3 separate regions of the Mus musculus genome follow, and all the other regions are linked to region 3. A link is a contact called in public promoter capture Hi-C data. All regions are on one chromosome and are shown on one strand. The core of a region is the stretch at or near the end of the contact, and the rest is flanking DNA. Distances in the headings are between cores, read along the strand shown. Region 1 has its middle 4.3 kb from the start of Gm35204. Region 2 overlaps Clic5 (chloride intracellular channel 5). Region 3 holds the start of Supt3 (SPT3, SAGA and STAGA complex component).

Evidence for each region. Promoter capture Hi-C pulls out the DNA fragments that hold promoters and counts their contacts.
Region 1: a contact with region 3 is called in a promoter capture Hi-C map of pre-B cells, with 4 times the contacts expected there. The contact joins the enhancer-like site here to the promoter of Supt3 in region 3. A contact is called at or near these places in 7 of 39 promoter capture datasets (3T3-L1-derived adipocytes, cranial neural crest, embryonic stem cells and 3 more) and 5 of 115 datasets of contacts at active chromatin or transcription factors (astrocytes, embryonic forebrain, embryonic stem cells and 2 more).
Region 2: a contact with region 3 is called in a promoter capture Hi-C map of embryonic stem cells, with 3 times the contacts expected there. The contact joins the enhancer-like site here to the promoter of Supt3 in region 3. A contact is called at or near these places in 8 of 39 promoter capture datasets (the C10 cell line, cranial neural crest, embryonic stem cells and 4 more), 1 of 484 Hi-C or Micro-C datasets (the 3T3-L1 cell line) and 12 of 115 datasets of contacts at active chromatin or transcription factors (T-cell acute lymphoblastic leukemia, astrocytes, embryonic stem cells and 6 more).

Annotation. Positions count from the first base shown.
Region 1 is chr17:45,291,497-45,296,001 of GRCm38.p6, forward strand. No RefSeq gene overlaps it. Among named protein-coding and RNA genes, the nearest start is that of Gm35204, 4.3 kb to the right of the region's middle. Within about 2 kb of position 1,640, at least 19 of the 459 cell types and tissues checked have an H3K27ac peak or open chromatin away from gene starts, as enhancers often do.
Region 2 is chr17:44,243,777-44,248,048 of GRCm38.p6, forward strand. All of the region lies in intron 3 of Clic5 (chloride intracellular channel 5), which reads left to right. Among named protein-coding and RNA genes, the nearest start is that of Clic5, 57 kb to the left of the region's middle. Within about 2 kb of position 2,550, at least 6 of the 459 cell types and tissues checked have an H3K27ac peak or open chromatin away from gene starts, as enhancers often do.
Region 3 is chr17:44,774,773-44,779,318 of GRCm38.p6, forward strand. It overlaps Supt3 (SPT3, SAGA and STAGA complex component), which reads left to right and starts at 2,394. Exons shown (of 12, transcript NM_178652.3): 1 at 2,394-2,656. It also overlaps a transcript of Runx2 not described here.

The DNA.
Region 1 (4,505 bases), core at 390-2,889, 520 kb after region 3:
TAAGAGTCAAAGAAAGCCAGGGCTTCCTTGGTCTCCCTTTTAGACCTGGGTCACTGGTTTCCTTTATCAATCAGGAGCATGAGAAAATGGTGAGTCTTCCATCTTGGAGTGTATCTAACACATTGCCAGGCCTCGTTTCCAGTGCTGGGATTGAGGAAAATGGTGGCAGGAAGTCCTTGTGCTATAGAACACAGTACAGGTACAAGGGAAAAAATTAAAAAAAAAAAAAAAAAAAAAGGTCAGGCGGCTACGTGGGAGGTTGTTTCCCTAATCACTATTCACTCTTTAAATCCACACTCAGCTGCCAAGTCAGTGGAAGTGGGCCTTACTGATTCCCAGTTTCTCCAAGAACCTGTTGCTTCATCCCCTGAGCCATCTCCATAAGACACGTTGGAAAGAAAAGAAAAAGCCATCTCCAAGAGTCAGAGCTGTAGATATTTCCCTCCAGTGTCTCCACATAAAAGGTATCTAGTGCTACATGTCCCGTCCCGTATACCTAGCCCCCACCACAGTAAAAGCCTGCCTGGCTTCCATGCCCTCCTGAAGCTCATTTTCTAACAGGAAACAGAAAATAATCATGAGGTAAAAATATATTGTATGCTAAGTGAATGCACATTAAATGAAAATAGAGCAGGAAAGCCAGACATTATAAGTGGCGGCTGGTGACAGTGTGAAAGATGGCGGTCAGGGTGGCTCTCATTGAGATGTGATTTGAACAAGGGAACAATTTATTATGAACTTTTCCATGACCTTGTCAAAGCAGGTTTCTCCAGATTTCAGAGGAGCAATGGGGAGATGCCGGAGGACCAGGCAGCTCCCCACAGTCTCAGACAAGCACAGATCAGCACAGGGGCACCACCTGCCCACCAGGTCCCGCCTCACTGAAACAAGAAGAGACTGTGGAAGCTTGTTCTATGCCTTACACATCAATAATGAGCTGTGTAAAGCAGGTTGTCCCTGTCTGGCCAGCTGTTTCTTTTGACAGGAACCTCCTTGATCTTAACACATTTCCTCCATGGATATTTCTATCCCAAGCCAAAGGATAGCTGGTCATGTTGGAGCTCTTAAAATTACATCCTGTGTAAGTGGGCACTTTCTCTGCTGACCCACAAAGCAGAGGACAGAGGCCAAACCCATCACCAGCTGAAAAGTGGTACCCATGGGGCCGTGAATCGTGTTCTCTGGTTTTGTTTGTGACTTGAACACAGCCCAACAGCTTGAAGACAGACCTACTGTCAGCCCTGGGGCTGGAGTCTGTGGGACAGTTCCCACCAGCCAGCCCATCAGAAATGACAGACAGTAGCCCAATACAAAGGGACTGTCAGTGACGCAAAGGGTGTCTTTTGGGGGTCAAAGCACATGCCTGCTTAGAGGCACCATGTTCCTTGGAAAGCCTAAAAGGAAGGGAGACAAAGAAAACTCAACGTGAAGAGCTCGGTATCTGCTGGACGCTGACAAGCAAGGACAGATTCTCCTGTCCCCTGCATCTTGCCATCCTCACAGCTGTTTTCATTTTTGCCAGATGTGCTGGAATGCAAACGCTGATTAGAACCTGAGCCTGAGTTTGAGGCTTCAAACAGGACTTGCCCTCTCTAATTAGGGGACTGCAGCTCAGCAGCTGCTCAGCAAGTACCATGTGGTCACCACTTGCCTGGCTGCAAATACATCCAAGGACTCCACCTCCCTGCCTCGAGTAGACACTGCCAAGACTAGGCATTGCCTCCTACACCAGCGTCCCAAAGTCCTGCCTCCCAGGACCGTTGACCATCACCCTGCACCCTGGCACTAGAACACCTCAGCTCATCTGGGAGCTGATTCCCCTAAATTCAAGGACCTTCCTGAACCTTGTTGCATCTCTCCAACCTTTCCAGGAAGAAAGGCTATGTGCATGTGCGTGTGTACGCATGCGCGTGTGTTTGTGCGTGCATGTGTGTGCGTGTGTGTGTGTGTGTATGTAGGTATATACATATGCATATGGATGTCCTACACATATATGTATGTGTGTATGTATATATGTATACACGTATATCATATATGCATATATATGTGTGTGTGTGTGTGTGTGTGTGTGTATGTATGTATGTATATCATGTATGTTCACCATCACACTTAATTTCCACAGAGAAAAAGGTCGTTCTCTTCCCTTGGCACAGGGCTAAGATACAGAGGTCAGAGTTATGACCAAAATGTTCCACAGTAGTGACAGAGGTTCTCTTGGGCCTTGAGCAAGTGAAGCAATACGTGCAGGAAGAAACCCATGAGAGAAACCAGAAGGCCCCAGAGAATTACAGAAACCTTCACAGTGTCTTGGAATCTGCAGACTAGCTGGGCTTTCCTGCCCAGCCAAGGTCCTGTGTACTGCATCCAGGTAGCCATCTTGGGCTACATTAAGTAAAGAGCTACAGTGATCTGCATGGGGTCACCAAGTATTGGAACTAGTCACCCCAACCGCCATGGGGCTGGCCTCAGGCTGTTTCCTCTGAGTTGGGTAGCTAAGGTCCCTCATGAAGATGGAGGCATTTTGGGACCTTGTTCCTCCTCGACAGGCCTGTAAGATGTTCCCACTCCTGATTCTCCCACAGTGTCCCATCTTGGCCTGGGTTCTAATCCCCTTTTCAGTACATTTCATCCCTAACCTTGAATTTTCTAAGGTCTTTTTTCCATATTATAATAGTAATCATATTTTGATTTAAAAACAACAACAACAACATCAGGACACTGGCAACCTCTAGAGATGCAAGGGGAACTTGGAACAGCATCTCAGATGGTGGTGCAAACAAGGAACGTGTGTGCTTTGGCATTTCTCAATGCATGCCATTTATCTCAGTAAAATGTGATTTTGAAGCTGAGGACATTGCCCTCCACTGAGTTGGCTAAAGACTGCAGTGAGTGGAGATCCTGCAGGAAGAGAAATCTGCCTTCCGCTGTGCCCCCCCACGCCCACCACCGCTGTGCCCTCCTGTGGCTGGTGCACCTGCTCCCACGGCTCGGGACCAGGCTCCTATCTGGAGGTCCCACTTTCTTCTCCTCCCTGGCCACTCCTCGAAGTTTCTCTTCCCCTGCCTGCCCTCAGATCTCCCCACAGCCCACAGCCCTTCATACGGGCCTCTTCTATTCTATCTTTGACCAAAGTTGCTGACTTTCGGTTCTTGGTATTCAGATGTAGTTCTCTCTCTCTCTCTCTCTCTCTCTCCCTCTCTCTCTCTCTCTGCCTCCAAAACCCCTTTCTGGGTGTTGGTGACAGTCCATCTTAAGGCCACATGAGGTTGATATGACTGAACCTTGGCTCAGAAGGAGATGGGGGCGTTGGAGGGACCAGGACTTGAACCGATGGAGTGGCAGGGGAACAGTCAAGGTCACAGAATTGTGCGATGGGGGAGTGTTTGAAATAAGTGAAATTCCAATAAAAAGCCAGTGTGTGTGTGTGTGTGTGTGTGTGTGTGTGTGTGTGTGTGTGTACTGTTATCTGATTGTAAATTCCACATTGAAAAATCCAGACAACTCCAGAAAAGGGAGAAATGAGGGTCCCATCGTCCTGCCCCACCTGACACCCACAGCTGCTTGTTGTTCTGAGGCTGTAGACTGGGATATAAATAGATTAGCAGATGGCACACGGTGGGGGGGGGGGGGCACAGAAGTGGTCCGCAGGATGTAAGTAAGCGGTTTTTCAAGTCATGGATTTAAAAGCCAGGGTTATTCAACCTTTAGGGATGCTGAGACAGGAGGATGAGGAGTTCAGGGTTATCCTCAGCTACTTAGTAAGTTCAAGGCTATCCTGTGGTACATGAGACCCTGGCTCAAAACAGGAAAATTATTTGTATTGCTTTAAATATCTTTAGGACATGTTAATTGTACAAAGTGAGTGTTTTCGATGTGGCATGTCCACTCACGCACTATAGTCTGCTTTTACCCCCTGACCCCTCGCCACTGGCTTTTCCTTCCTCTCTCCTCGGCCCTAGTCAGTTCGTCTTTGATATTAAGAGTTTGAAATCTAACAGAAATTTTGTACCTATTATAGCCAATGTCAGTTTGAAATAATGGAGAAAACATGGGATTTGAGAAATAAATTAATATCATCAAAATTTTCAACTATATGAAAAAAATCCCAGGTCTGCATCCTGTCAGCAACCTGGCTGAAAGTAACATGGACTCAATTAGAAAACTCAACAACCATCAAAGAGGGAGATAAAACTGTTAAAGTGTTAAAGAAAGGAGGGGGGAGAGTGGTGAGAAGGGAGGGAGAAGGAGAGAAGGAAAAGGAGGAGGGATGGGGAAGAGGTTGGGAGAAGGAGGGAAGGGAGGAGAGAGAGAGAAGGAGAGAGAGAAAAGGAGGGAGGGGGAGGAGGGAGAGAGGGGAAGGAGGGAGGGGAAAGGAGAGAAGAAGAGGGAGGGAGGGGGAGGACGAGAGAGGGAGGAGGGAGGAAGGGAAACTTTTTACAACCTTATGGGCTGAGGGTGGCCCAGCTGAGCGGGTCTGCCACACAGACACAAAGTTGGGCCTTCAG
Region 2 (4,272 bases), core at 1,300-3,799, 530 kb before region 3:
AAGGGGCTGACTCCTCACTCCTTGCTCTCCTGGGACTCAGCCTCATTTGTTGCTTGTACTAGTTGCAAATTCCACATGAAAACCTGCTTTCACTGACTCGGGCAGAGTCCAGACAATGCCTGGTTAGGTTATTGTTGTCTCTTTGGAACAAATCCTCCTGTTGAGGAATGTCTACATCCACCCAGTCTAGCAAGGATAACAGAAACACCAGAAATGAGGGGCAGGGCTGTCCACACAGTCTTCTGCCAAGCCGATAGATGGGATATACTGTTCGCTCTGCCAGGGGACACAAGTGTCATCTTGACCTTTCCCATCTCTGCTCTTGCTTCAAACTCCTCCGTGAAAGAACACCCTCTGCCCCAGACGGTTTCCAGTCCTAGTCCTTGATACTCAGGTTAGCCAAGCCCCTTAGCTCTTGTCATCTTGGTCTGTGTCCCCAGTGAGACGAGAGGGACATAAAGACCCTGGGATTATAGACTTCACGGTTTGTGGATAGCCTTCTTGAATAAGGTCATTATCAGATCCATTGTCTTTTTAATCAGCTTGTAAGCTCCCATGGTTCAAGCAGGGGCTGGAAGTGCTGGGCAGGGCCGCTCTAGATGTCCCACCCTGCTCCATTATTCTGCCATTGATTCTGAACACACTGCTTCCAGCCTAGGTCTCTTCTGGATTTCAGTTAGGTGTAGGAGGTGTGATGGAGGCCCTTCCTGCCAGGCTGGTGAACTAATCATTTAGATCCTCAAGCTCATTAAACGAAAGACTTCAGAGGTCTTCTGAAGTAAGGTGCTGATCAACTGCTCAGGATGCTGTTCACAGAAAGTGCTCTCAGATGCCTCTGTGCCCATCAGGTGGGGGCAGGTGCTCCAGATATTGGCCAGTAACTAGCACCGAGCCAGTGCCTCAGCTCCAGCCTCAGAGTCCTGACAGTCTGCTCCCAAGCCACAGGCTTAGCCAATCCCCCCATTAACTCAGGCTGAAAGGTGGGGTGGCCCGCATCCAGAGGCTCACAGAGAGAGCAGTGTTGCTTGGCCTTATGCTTCTCCAGGGGGCAGCAGAACTCCCCGTTTCCCGATGCTGTGAGAAGGCCGTGTGTTTCTTATCGTGCCGCTGTTTGTAAAAATTTCCAGAGAGCCAAGATTTTTCTCTCTCAGCTTTGTTTTTTTTAAAGGAGAAGAAATCACACACAAATATTCCAACACTTAAAAAAAATTATGTTTGGTTCCAGAGAGTATTTGGTGTCAAGATGAGGAGTCCAGGGAATCGCAAGTAGTTTCTAAATGAGACTAACGACCCTGCTTTCTGTGGCCTGGTCCACTTAGTGCTGGGGAGAGGGTCGAGAAGCTCATACAGAGTTATATATTGAGACATGCCTGGCCCATAACCAGAACCATCTCCATCCCATAACCAAAGTTGCTAGGATTCAGAACAGAGAAGCTTGACCACCTCAAAACCAACTGTATATCCTGGGTGACTTTAGACAAGGCTCCCTCCCTTCTTATTTGATCTTCTTGAAAGTGAAGGAAAGGCCATCAACCAGTGTTCTCCAAGATCTCTTTCAGCCCCAAATCTGGGACTGCATGAGTTTCAGAGGACTTTGCATAAAGCTGACTATTATAAAATAATCTGAGTGCATAGAAGTTAGGATAAGAATTCAGAGGTGAGGGGCCGGTGAGGTTGCTCAGCACTTAATGTTTGCCATGCAAGCATTAAGACCAGGGTTTAGAAATTCCCTTAACTGCCTAGTGGGCATGGTGACCCCCCTGTAATTTTATCATTGAAAGGCAGAAGTAGGGGATCCCCCAGAGCAAGCTGGACAGCTTGACTAGCCACACTGGGGAGCTCTGGGTTTGACTGGGAGACACGGGCTCAGCAAATGGGAGGGAGGTGCAGTCTGATGGAGAATGATTCCAAACATCGACCTCGGAGCTCCCATACGCACACACACATATGCACAGACACCTCCACACATGCCACATGCAAAGCCATGCATACACATAAGCATGCCACATGCACACACAAATAACTGAAGGAAGAAAAAAAAAATAGAATCCTGGACGCTAATCAAAAATGGGCTGGTTACACGGTGTGCCGTGGCACCAGTCAGGTGGTAGCCATAATCTGAGGCTCACAATCAAGGCACTGAGAATACACGGTTTTATATTTAAAGGTGTATACAGATCTCTTACAGCAGTAGAGTAGAATTATGTTCTCCCGCCGCTCTGACAGGTGGAAGCAGTTTCAGAAGCCTCCACGCGATGGTTGAGCTTGGGTTCTGGAGTCCATGCCTCGGCTTCAGGTCTCTGCTGCCAGCTGGTGCTCTCTTGTCGAAACATGTGGTGCTGTGGCCTGACGTGACAAGGGCATGTGTCACTTAAGCAGAGTCTCAGTGGATACTGTGGGGCTCCTCCACCTTGTAGCTGTGCATACGGCACCTCCAACATGTCTTAAGCAGAAAGAAAAAACCAACAACAAAAAGAAGCACACACAGTGCTTTCAAAGACCAGAGCCCAAAGGAGTTACATCACACATACACATGCACACCCCATTCCGTTGGCTAGAACCTAGTCACTAGACTGCAGAGTGGCTGGCTGGGAAATATGCAGAAGCCCATGGACATTATTTAGTTTGTGTGCACAGTGACGAAATAGGCAAACTTAAAACAAAGCAATCAGAAAGATACTTTTCCAATCTTGATTCCCAAGAGCTGTGTGATACTCTGTGAGGCAACGTGCACACACGTCAATTCAGCCCAGGTCGGCATGGCAACGGGCCAGGGAGACGATTCCACCCAGATGGAGTGTGGTAAACCAGTGAGATGATTGGGATTATTTATAGGGGCATGGGCAACTCAAAGGTCAATCCCAGCATGGTTACTACTTATGAAATCACTCCTGGGTGTCCAGAGCGTCCTGGGACTCCTGCTCAACTTGAAGCCAGTTCCATCGAGGAGCTTGCCCTTCCCTGAGGGAGGAGCTTTATAGCTGTGTAACCTCCGAAGCTTCTGGAATCTTAGGAGGTTGCCTCTCTGCTCCAAGAAGGAGAGGCACGCCCACAAGTGTCAGTCCCTAAGCTCAGAGCATTAGAGCCCACTTAAAAGCCAGGCAGACGTGGCTGCTGTCTGTGATGCCAGGACTTACGAAGCAGAGACAGGAACTTCCCAGATCAAGACTGCTCTTATTCACCCATGAGACAGAGTTACCTATGAAGCTCAGGACTGTGTCCAGAACACAGTGGCCACTCGGTGAAAGGTAGTTTTCCCATCATGAGAGCATCAAGTAGGAAGGATACTCACTGCTTCAGAGGCTCCAAGTCAGTTTCTTATTGGTTCCACACTAAGGTCCTTAAGTGATTGTTTGCCTTGGGTCTCCAACAGCCTTTGCTACAAAATGGGATCAGTAGCTCCCTTTGTACCTGCCTAGTGGCTGTGGCGAAGAGCTGGGACCAATATATTCCTGAGGGCTTTTCCAAAGGCCGCGTCTCTGACATTAAACCTGTCATGGCAAAATCAGTCAATCAATCAATCAATCAATCAATCAGCAATCAATCAAACACAAAATTAAACAAATAGTCTGCCGTGGCTCCAAGAGTGGGGCAGTCCTAGCTAATGAGATCATTGAAGGAGAAAGGAATGAAAGAATAATGACAAATGACTTGTGTGTACAAGTGCAGGTGTGTGCACATGTGCACAAGTGTGTATGGAGAACAGAGTGGCATTCCTCAGCTGTCACCTCCTCTCTTATCTTCCAAGAATCAAAGTCTCCCCAGCCTAAAATTCATGAGTTAGTCTACCCCTGCTGGCCACTGGACCCCAGAAATCCCCCTGCCTCACTGCTCCAGCCCCAGGATTACAAGCTTGTTACCATCCTCTCCTGACAGAGATTCTGGGAGTCAGACTCAGGCCTTTTCTCACCATCCTTACTGGCTGCCCTAGCTCCCAAACCCCACAGCACGTGATTTTTAAAGACTCCATTGTGGTTAAAAACATAAAATCTGAAGAAAAGAATTTTGATTAATAGACAAAACAACCTAGACGCATACAGTGAAACCAACCCCTCCAGATCACAAAGCCCTACACTTATTGTTAATAATGATAAATTGACCATCTGCCTGGCCATGTACAGAATGATCTTGTGAAATGAGTTTTTAATGAATATTAAGAATTCTTTTATTAAATGAATAATTAGCATTACCCATGGGATGACGGTATTGGGGAAACCCAAGGGTTTCCACACATGTGAGCTTACTCCTCACTCAGCTTCAACACCAAGGATC
Region 3 (4,546 bases), core at 1,144-3,643:
TTGAAAATGGGCACATAGACAATGGCCAAGCTGCTGCTGCTCCTCCTCCTCCTCCTTTTCTTCTTTTGGTGGTGTGATGTCACTTGGCCTCCTGTTGTGTTTTCCCACCCACTTTGGAAATCATTTCTTTTTCTGAGAGCTAATGGTCTCCAAAGCTTTAACTTCACAAGAGCTTCGTTTTCAGCTTTGTTATTGAATAAAGGCAGGGCATGGCTGCTGCAAGGTATGGGTAAGGGGAAGGTTTTTATTGTAGGTATGAGGGAGAGTAGAGCCAGAGGCATCTGGAAGGGCCCAGAGCAGGGAGAGAAAGCAGTGGACTGAACCTGGCCAGCAGACTGGATCTAGCCATGAAAGGAGAGCTGGGGAGAGCAAGAGAGGAAGACTAAGAGAGTCTGTGCAATGAGACCTAGAGAGAGGCAAGAGAGAGGGGGCAAAGAGTGTGCGTAGCTGAAATAGTAGGGTTACTAAGACTCTGGGTGAGGGAAGCCCATGAGCTGGAAAGGTTTAGGGTAAAAGGCAAGATGAGCAGAGCTGAGAAGAGTCCCAGGTTCTTGTGGTCCTGAGGAAGCCTGGAGGCCAGCACATGCTTTAAGCTAATAGGAACCAGATAGCCATTTGTCCCAAGTTTTTTTTGGACCTGACCATTATAATTTGTTTTTGAGTCAAATCTGGTCTTTATCTGGAGGTGAAATGCCTGTGCGATGATATTAGTTGAGCAGAATTTTAATTAAAATGATCTGCATGGAATTTTTTTCTTTGGATAATCTGTCTTCTGTTTTTACAGCAGTTTGTTTGTTTGTTTGTTTATTTATTTTTATTATAAGACAGCTCAGTCTTAAAAATCAAGGCTGACCTTGACTTCTCCAATGCTGGGATTACACGCCCAGCCCAATCTCCTATTTCTTGGCAATGTACTAAAAAAGTCTTTTCACCTTTTGTATATAATCTAGTCTTAATTTTTAAGGAAATAATGACAATTTTTGGCTACTTTCCCATATAGCTCGCACTCAGCTTTGGGCAGAGTGAGCCTGGATCTTACACTTCATGTTGACCCTCCACATCCTAAATCTACTCTTGGAAGTGTATTTGGCAAATATTGAAGTGTCTGGCAGTTACAGAGGACTAAGCACAAGACAATTGCAATCCAGAGAGGAGATGATCAGATGAATGGCTGTTTTAAAGACACTCAGCAAATAGGATTATTTCAGAACTCATACATTCATAGGCAAGACATTAATGAAGTAAGTAGTGCTTGAAAAGACCTGGTAAAGGTGAATGTGATGGTTTGTATATGCTCGGCGCAGGGAATGGCACTATTAGAAGGTATGGCCCTGTTGGAGTAGGTGTGTCATTGTAGGTGTGGGCTTTAAGACCCTCATCCTTGCTGCATGGAAGCCAGTTTTCTACTACCATCCTTCAGATGAAGATGTATAACTCTCAGCTCCTCCTGCACCATTCCTGCCTGGATGCTGCCATGCTCCTGTCTTGATAATGGACTGAACCTCCGAACCTGTAAGCTAGCCACAATTAAATGTTCTTTTAAGAGTTGCTTTGGTCATGGTATCTATTCACAGCAGTAAAACCCTAGCGAAAAAAGTGACTAATATAAATAATAATAGTAAAAATAATATAATAAAAATAATATTTGAAATGGTAGGATAGTGGATATTTTCTTTTCTAAACAGCCGAGTGAAAACATCACACACAATTGTCTCCAGTTCATTAAGGTACTACACCTGCAACCATCAAACACGGGAAGACAGGTCATACATACAATTCAATATAAGTGGTGCAAGGAAAAATCACCACTGCTTGTTTATAAAGCTTCCCCAATAGTGAAAGTTATTAACTAAAGCATGCTTTTTAAAGTAATGGAACTTTGTAGAAAGGAACGGGGGTGGGGTGGGGTAACTTTGCAGATGAGTTTTCACAGGCTTTCGATTTTGCGCAAGGGCCGGTAGGGGTGGGTAGGTGGGTGTTCCCAGGTCCTAGAACGGACTGAGTCCTCACACAGTGCTTCTCTGAGGAGAGAGTCTTTCCTAACTCTGCGCCCCTTTGTCATTGGAAACAATTCTGGTCACCTGACCAACCCCTGAAGAGAAGCTTGCATAGACCTTCTCCCAGTGCAGATCACCGACTCTCAATAATCCTAGCTCCTCGGGCTCACTCCTACGGTCTGCAGAGTCACCACAGGCCAAATCCAGCTCCTCTGCCAGATCGCTCACTCGACTCATCACAACTCCCGCTCTGAGGCTCCGCCGCGTGGCTGCGGGCCGCTCCGTACGCCGAGGCGGGAGCGCGAAGCCCCGCCCCCGGAGTGTGGCGGAAGTAGAAGAAGCAGGCCCGCGACCGCGCGCGCTGGCCAGCCGGGTGCGCATGCGCTCTCGCCGCACGGCTTGGCCCGTCCCTCTAGTCACCCCAGGCTCCGCTACCCCCGCCCCGCCCCTCATAGTGGCGCTCTCGCCATCTTACCCCCACCCCCTCCAGCCTAGCTCAGTCACCTTTTCCCTTTCTACAATCTCTGGTTCCCCCCACTCCCCGCCCCCCTGCCCGTCGTGTCCCGGGGCCGCCGCCGCCGCAGACACCGCGCCATCTCTGTCCCCTCTCATTCTCCACGCGGGACGCGCAGCCGTGCCTCCACGTGTCTTAAGCAGAGGTTGTGGGGGCGCGTGGGGGCGGCGGGGAGTGGGGCGAGGTCATGGGAACTTGAGGGACGTCGTGGCAGCCAAATGCCTGGCCCGGGGCTGCGGGCCCAGCCGGATGCAGGCCGCCGAGCGTGGGGTGCCCCGTGGCTCCTCCCCGTTGTCGGTGGGCGTGAGGCAGGGGAGCCCTCGGGGCCGGGCGGAGAGGCACCGTTTAGGCTTGTCACCCAAATGGGTGGGAAGTCCTCCAAGAAGGCAAGCTAGGAAGCTAGGAAGTGGTAGTGGAAGGAAGTGCAGTGTGCATGCAGGCTGAGGGACAGAGGACACAGAGATGTTGCTGTCAGAGCTCGCCTCTGGGACCCCTGGGGAAATAAATCATTTAGCCGGTGGTGTCGGGGGGTATAGATGGGGATCATCGCAGCCTAGCTCAAAACTCAGGTTTATGGGAGAAGATCTGTGTGCTAAAAGCTTGTATCACGCCAGCTGTGATTAATTACGTTTGAGCTCCAAGGAAATTGTCTGTCATCTTGCCTTCTATATTGGAAGTCAGGCTAGTTGATGTGACAAGTGATAAGAGTTATAGGGATAGTGGAATATATTTGACGGTCAGACAGGATCCCAGTAGCAGTGTTGTTACTGAACACCCGGATTAAAATTAGCTTTATGTCCTTGGAATTAGTAGACTCAGGAAGAAACCAGTACATATTTATCTGGGATAAAACCTGAGTTCTCAGTATTTTTGAGTTAGTTCACTGTTAAAAGATTTACTTAAAGAAAGAAACAACTGGTAGAATTTCTGCGTGTTCCAGCGAGGCGGAATATGACTACTAAGATAATGTTTTGCACAACCAGACCTTACTTTAACCATACTATTGCAAGCTTCCCACCCTTTTCCGGCTGCACTGCCCAAGGGGACTTTATGCCAAGCTGGAAATGCTATACTCTATGGGCTACCAATATGGTAACCACCGGGTGCAGGTGGCTCTGATGAGCTTGATTTTTTAATTGGTTAGCAAATTAATTACAATGTAAGTAAGTAGACACACAGGCATGGTGCTTATTGCATGGGATCCCACAGGTCTGAAAAAGTTGAGAGATTGAGAGCCAGTTGCAGTTTTTTATTTGGTTGAGTTTTAAGTCAGGCCAGCTTTTGAACTATTTATGCTTTTAAAAGGACTCGTAATTAGAATCTCTATAATGCCTTTCATTCAAATTGTAGATCTGCTAGTATTTATTTACAGCTTGGCAAACTAAAGCAAAATGCTCTGAACTCTGGTTCTAAAGCTAATGGCAGATTTAGTTGGAAAGACAACAGTGCTAACTAGAGTTTTCTTTAATTATCTATAGCTTCCATTGTCTTTTACCATTTGATTAGTTCTTAGAGAATAGTTTAAACTTTTTATTGTTGTGGTTCCCCCCCCCCCCTATTTAAGAGGTGGCAATTCCACCTTAAGTTTTTGTGTTATAAAGCAGTTTAATAAATTATAATAGTAACCTTTGAGCAATTTTTGAAATCATTTTAGTATTCACAGTCAAACTTCTGAAGAGAAAAGTGAAATTTGGTGATAAATGTGTCATGAGACCACTTTCTTTGAAATATACCCAACTATATTTTATCTGAGGTTTTGTAAATCTTGAAAATAAAACTTTCCCCTCCTTGCCTGTCTCTCCCTCTCCTTCCTTCTCCCCTTTTTTGTGCTGGGGGTTGAACCCAGGCCCTCCCACATACTAAGTGGATGCTCTACTAACTAAGCTATGCAGTCAGGCCTTGAAAATAAAACATATGGGGGAAAAGAAGCCAAAACAAAACTATCATGGTGGATTGTATCCAGAGTTCCCGCCTGATATTTGTAAAATGTTGGCCTTGGCCTCAAGGCTGAAGAAAACCATTGGTTCTGGAATGG